Regions from separate parts of the Mus musculus genome. Here region 2 is linked to region 1. Evidence: chromatin contacts called from public HiChIP or PLAC-seq data. All regions are on one chromosome and are shown on one strand. Each heading gives the region's core, a stretch centred on a gene start, on an enhancer-like site or on the middle of the called end of the contact. The rest is flanking DNA. Distances are from core to core; before and after follow the strand shown.

Region 1 (2,700 bases), core at 71-2,570:
GCCAGCACTATGTAACTATAAGTGGAATAGTTAGATCTCTTTTGGAGAGCTTGATATAAAGAAAGCCTTTCTAACCGTCAGAGGTATCCAAAGATACGCTCCTTCAGGAGATCTCTACCCCTGAAGGTAACACAGAATTGAGATTTGCAGAGATACTAAAAAGCAGGTTCTGTTATGAGAACCAAACAAAACCAGTATTGCTGAAAGTACACTCAAGTAGTGCTAGTAACGCAGAGTCTGAGAAACACCCCAACATGCACTAGAGGATAAGAATACGATTGTTCAGTTTGCCCAGGACAGCTCTAGCAACTATTTACACTAGATCATTCTCCAGAGAATGTGGCCTTGGTATTTTTTTTGGTTTTGGTTTTGAGACAGAGTCTTGCCTATGCAGCTAATGTGGCTTCAAACTCCTGGTAACCCTCCAGGGAATGCTGGGATTATAGGTGTGTGCCATCATACTGATGTTGGACTTTTCATTTTACAAATTCCTCATACAATTTATATTCTTGAAGATTAATTGTAAGGCCTTTCAGCAGTATTGGTGATCAAACTCAGGGCCTTGTACATATTAGGCAAATGCTCTGGAACTTCCTCATACAATTTATATTCTTGAAGATTAATTGTAAGGCCTTTCAGCAGTATTGGTGATCAAACTCAGGGCCTTGTACATATTAGGCAAATGCTCTGGAACTGATTTACAACTCTAAGCCTTAGCGCACGCCTTTAATCCCAGCACTCAGGAGGCAGAGGCAGGCGGATTTCTGAGTTCGAGGCCAGCCTGGACTACAAAATGAGTTCTAGGGCAGCCAGGGATACACAGAGAAACCCTGTCTCAGAAAAACAAAACAAAACAAAACAAAACAAAACAAAACAAAACAAAACAAGATCCTCTAAGCCTTGGTCTTTTGAGACCAGGTCTCATTCATTATGTAACCCAAGCTCCCCCAACCTTGGAGTTTATGAGATTGTATGCATACCATTACATGCCCGACAGAAGAGTACTTCACGCCAGGCATGGTGGTAATCCCAGTTCTCAGGAGTCAGAAGCAGGCAGTCTCTGTGAGTTAAAAGCCAGCCTGGTCTTCAGAGTGAGTTCCAGGACAGCAAAAGCTACCATACAGAAAAACTCTGTCTTGGAAAACAAAGCAAAACAACAACAAAAAAAGTAAAAGAAATATATTTCAAAAGTATAACTTGAAAGCGTTCTATGACCCATACAGTGTTGCACACTTTAAGGATCTCTGATGTAAGCATACCCTCAGGTCACTTTTCCCTCCCACCAAGGGAGTAGGAAGTAGAAACAACATCATTTGACAAATTAGCAGCCTAGTGTCCCCTGGGTGTACTTCTGCTCTAACTGTAGCAGAAAGACTAAAAGGTGGAGGGAGGCCTAGCTCCAAAATTGAATTATAAACCATTCAAAAAGTTAAAGAATGGAGCTTTTGATATCCACCATTCTTCTTACATATGAGAACCCTAAGGCACAGGAATAGGAAGTGATGGCCTTGGGGTTCCCTAGCACATTACATCATTCTAAAGTGGTGCTATCCAACCTAGTAGCCATTAGCCATGTATGACTAGTAAACACTTAAAAATAGAAAATTTCATTTATTTAGTCTTACTTTAAATATAATTAACTTGTGCTTAGTAGTCGTCACATTGGACACAGCAGCTGGATATTCTAAATGCCTATCTATTCAAGACATTTTCCTTCTAAATAACACGGCCTTTTCCACAGGGAGAGATTTCCAAAGTCAGCAGGGAAAGGTTAAGGAAGACTCTTATGTGTTAAAGCCCTGAGAACTGTGTGGTTAAAAGAATCCAAACTCACAGAGATTTGTCTGCTTCTGCCTCCTAAATGCTAGGACTGCTGCACCACCAACGCTTAGCCAGAAAATGTTAAGAGATTAAAATTCTAGTTCCTCAGTTTCTGTATGTAATCTTTCCTAACACTGATCTATTAGAAAATCTCTAAAATTAGAATTCTCTTTTCTGCCTTCTTTCACAACGACCCTTCTCCTATGCTTTAAAAAACCATCAGTTTCTCTCCTTACTTTATGGAGGTATGCCTCACATATCCTAGGTGATGTGCTCTCAGCTGATCTATAACCCCAGTGCTGAAAGAACTGTTTTTCAGTACTCTACCCCAGTGTAACAACTATTTGAAAATCTTCTAAAAATAGATTCAGAGATTTTATTTTCTGTAGGTTCTGGTTATAGGCTGGCAGAGCTGGAGAGTTGGTTTAGCAGTTAAGAGCATTTTCTGCTCTTCCTGAGGACCCAGGTTCTATTCCCATCACCCATGTGGCAGCTCACAACTATCTGTAAGTCTAGTTCCAGGGTATCTGACCCCTCTTCTTCTTCTGAGTTACTGCTCACATGTGGTGCACATAAATGCATACAGGCAAAACACCCATACACATAAAATAAAAATAAATAAATCAATAGCCTGGGGTGGGGTCCTGGATTTCTAGCACAACTTTCAGGTGTTTACGTTAACATACAAAAATGCAGGATCCCCTATTTTTAAATATGGAGTTACTAGACCTGCATTTACTGTTTATCTCTAATCCAATAGATGAATTTGTACAAACTCAGCCTTTATTTTTATCTCTGTAAAATATAAGGCAGGAAAAGAAGGTTGGAAGAGGTGAGAAGCTGGTGTTAGAGCAGATTACCCTGTGTATCTTAGACTTG
Region 2 (2,700 bases), core at 134-2,633, 59 kb before region 1:
AACAGCCAGATCACCTCCCTGCCAACTCTGTCCCATTCATACGAGACATCTGGAGGGCTGTCCTTCCTAGACTGGAGAGAGGCACCTGCTTTATCTAAAGAGTTGGAAGGATTTTGGTCCCTGGGTTAGGCCACTGATTTACAGTCAGTAGAAATTCTCCTTCATAAATCTCTCTTCAATTTGACATTCCCCCTCCCCTTTTTTCCCTTCACAGCGATGGCTTGGAGCCTCACCAACTTACAGCTAACTCTGGATCATGTCTGTCTGTACCTAATATATAGAATGGCGTCTTGTCTCTGCTAAATCTCCAGCCTCAAGGTTTCTTCCTGAGGCCAGCTCTTAACAGCCTGCCCCACACTCTAGAGCCCACCTTTTATTTACACCAAACCAATTAGGAGTTTGCTATCTTAGGCATAATTCCCTAGGGTTTGATCAGATACATTCATTTCAGGAAAATTTTTATCAGAAAGGAACATCTTTTTTTAAAATCAGGTATATATAGTGGCTATTCCTGATTGTCAACTTGACTATATCTGGAATGAACTACAATCCAGAATTGGAAGGTTCACCTGTGATCCTAATCTGGAGACTGGGAGATACAAGTTTCTGACCTGGATCTTGGCATGGAGATCTTGAGGCCTAGTGACTATGAATTCCAGAAGATTAAGACAGGGAGACCTCTGAGTTTAAGGTCATCTGGGACAAAGCAAGTCCCAGATCCAGGCACACACTTTTAATCTGAGCCACACCTTCTGATGGAGACCTACATAAGGACATTGGAAGAAGGAAGATTAGCTCTTCTTTGCCCTGCTTGCCTTGTGGGACTGAGCTAGATCCTTGGACTGACATTCACAGCTGCTGTTGACCATTGTTGGGGAGTTGGACTACAGACTGTAAGTCATCTACAAATTCCCTCACTATATAGAGACTACCCATAAGTTCTGTGACTAGAGAACCCTGACTAATACAAGATAACTCAGATTTTGAATCAACCTCTCACAGTCTAGGGAAAACAAAGTTAAATTACTGTAGGTTGCCAGAGGATGAGGGGTCTGTATAGAGGGAAGAGGATAATGAACTTGCATATTTACAAACAGCCCCATGGGGGCTGAAGACAGGGGTGGCTAAGAGAACTTTTGCTCTGGGTTCCCAGAGGATGCGACGCTCTCTTCTGCCTTTGAGTGTCCCCATCTCACAGCGTGCCACTAGCTCTAACTCTCTGGGAACTAAGCTAACAGGTAGCATCCCGCCGTTGTAGCCACAACCAAGGCTCTCCCTAGAGTACCGACGTATTCCTTAAAGCCCAGGTCACTGCTCATGTAATGCCCCTTCCCGGCCGCCGTCCAGTTCCATAAACACAGGGCTCCTTCCCCACCCCTCCTCTTTAGCCTTGCGGGGCGGTCTGCGCAGGCGCACTGGGTCGTACCGAAGCCCCGCCCCCCGAGCCCGGGTAACGGCGTGCGGAGTTTGAGCTTGGCGAGCAGCTGGACAACGAGCGAGTAAGTCGGGGCTTCGCGACGGCGGCTGGCGAGGGTCAAGTTTCCTTGGGAGGAGAGCGGTGAGGGAGGGGTCTGAGAGCGATTAGAACGCGGCGAGCGGGCAGATGACGCGGTGGCTGGGAACGCGGCGAGCACCGGGAAACTTGTGTCCAGTGAGGGGCTTGTGCTGGGCGTGCTGAACCTAGATTTCCAGATCGCCGGTTCCCAGCTCGGACACTGTTAGCGAGGCTAGAGCCAGAGTTCTAGGGAAAATAAACAAGCCACCATCAAAAACTGGGAGAGATCAGGAACAAACTTTGTCTAGGGATGGGGAGCGGACGGGGCCCATCACGGGGACAAGACAGGACAAGCGACTGTGTTGTAGCCCGAGGCCCTGAGCCCGCACTCGCCTCGCCCAGGGGATTAAAGTCCAACGGGATTTCTGTGTGGGCGTTTTAAAGTTTTTCGTGATTCATTCACCACTTACTTATTTAACCTTCAATGAAGTATCAAGGCAAATGCTATTTTTATGATAGAGGTACGAACCTGGACAGAGAAATCCGGCGATGGCTTCCAAAACAGAATCAAGAGTTGGGGGTACAGAGGCTGGGGATGTAGCTCAGTGGGAGAACCTTTAAGCCACGAGGAAAGCAGGAAAGCGAGGAAAGCAGGAAAGCGTCATCATCCAAGATCTGAAAGTAAGAGAGAGAGGCTGGTGTGTTTTAGTCACTTAAGATGCCTTTACTACTCTGAAAGTGCCCAGGAAGAGGAGTGGGTTGGCAGTAGAGGCAGACATGAGGGAATTCAAAGCGCTGCATTTAGTCAGCAGAATCCACAGGACTGGAAGAAATGGGCTGTAAGAGAAAAGTGCACGTGAGGCTGGGATGTCAGGGTGAGACTCATTAGAGGAGGACCGCCCCAGGGAGCAGGAGGAGTGTTCTAGATTGAAAACCAGGAAAGAACTTGCTGTGTAAATACAAACTTGAGTGTCACCAGCCAAACAAGTCACAGAACAGTTAAATCTGTAGAAAGGAAAACAAGGGGCCCAGTTAGCATTGTCTAGTTATTACTAGTATAGTGTTTTTGTTCATGAATATGCATGGACACCCAAACACTGGTGTGTGTGTGTGTGTGTGTGTATGTATGTGTGTGTGTGAGATGCAGATGTGCTGTCAGTGTTTGTATGTGAGGGTGCCCTGAGCATCAGGTGTCTTCCCTGATC

The links. HiChIP or PLAC-seq counts read pairs in DNA pulled down with a chosen protein or histone mark.
Region 2: a contact with region 1 is called in an H3K4me3 HiChIP or PLAC-seq map of bone marrow-derived macrophages, with 4 times the contacts expected there. The contact joins the promoter of Gss here to the enhancer-like site in region 1. A contact is called at or near these places in 4 of 39 promoter capture datasets (macrophages, neural stem cells, neutrophils and 1 more), 3 of 15 datasets of contacts at CTCF or cohesin (CD8 T cells, the NIH/3T3 cell line and stem cell-derived epiblast-like cells), 27 of 484 Hi-C or Micro-C datasets (B cells, CD4 T cells, CD4 single positive thymocytes and 19 more), 18 of 115 datasets of contacts at active chromatin or transcription factors (the 230-238 cell line, CD8 T cells, the HPC-7 cell line and 12 more) and 3 of 9 other capture datasets (adipose tissue, liver and pancreatic islet).

What each region holds. Positions count from the first base shown.
Region 1 is chr2:155,532,906-155,535,605 of GRCm38.p6, reverse strand. All of the region lies in intron 2 of Acss2 (acyl-CoA synthetase short-chain family member 2), which reads right to left. Among named protein-coding and RNA genes, the nearest start is that of Acss2, 16 kb to the right of the region's middle. Within about 2 kb of position 1,320, at least 5 of the 459 cell types and tissues checked have an H3K27ac peak or open chromatin away from gene starts, as enhancers often do. A contact at or near this core is called in bone marrow-derived macrophages, where this site is marked.
Region 2 is chr2:155,591,493-155,594,192 of GRCm38.p6, reverse strand. Gss (glutathione synthetase) reads left to right here and starts at 1,383. Exons shown (of 13, transcript NM_008180.2): 1 at 1,383-1,499. It overlaps Gssos2 (a long non-coding RNA gene), which reads right to left. Exons shown (of 5, transcript XR_001783522.2): 4 at 2,025-2,170; 5 at 1-1,741.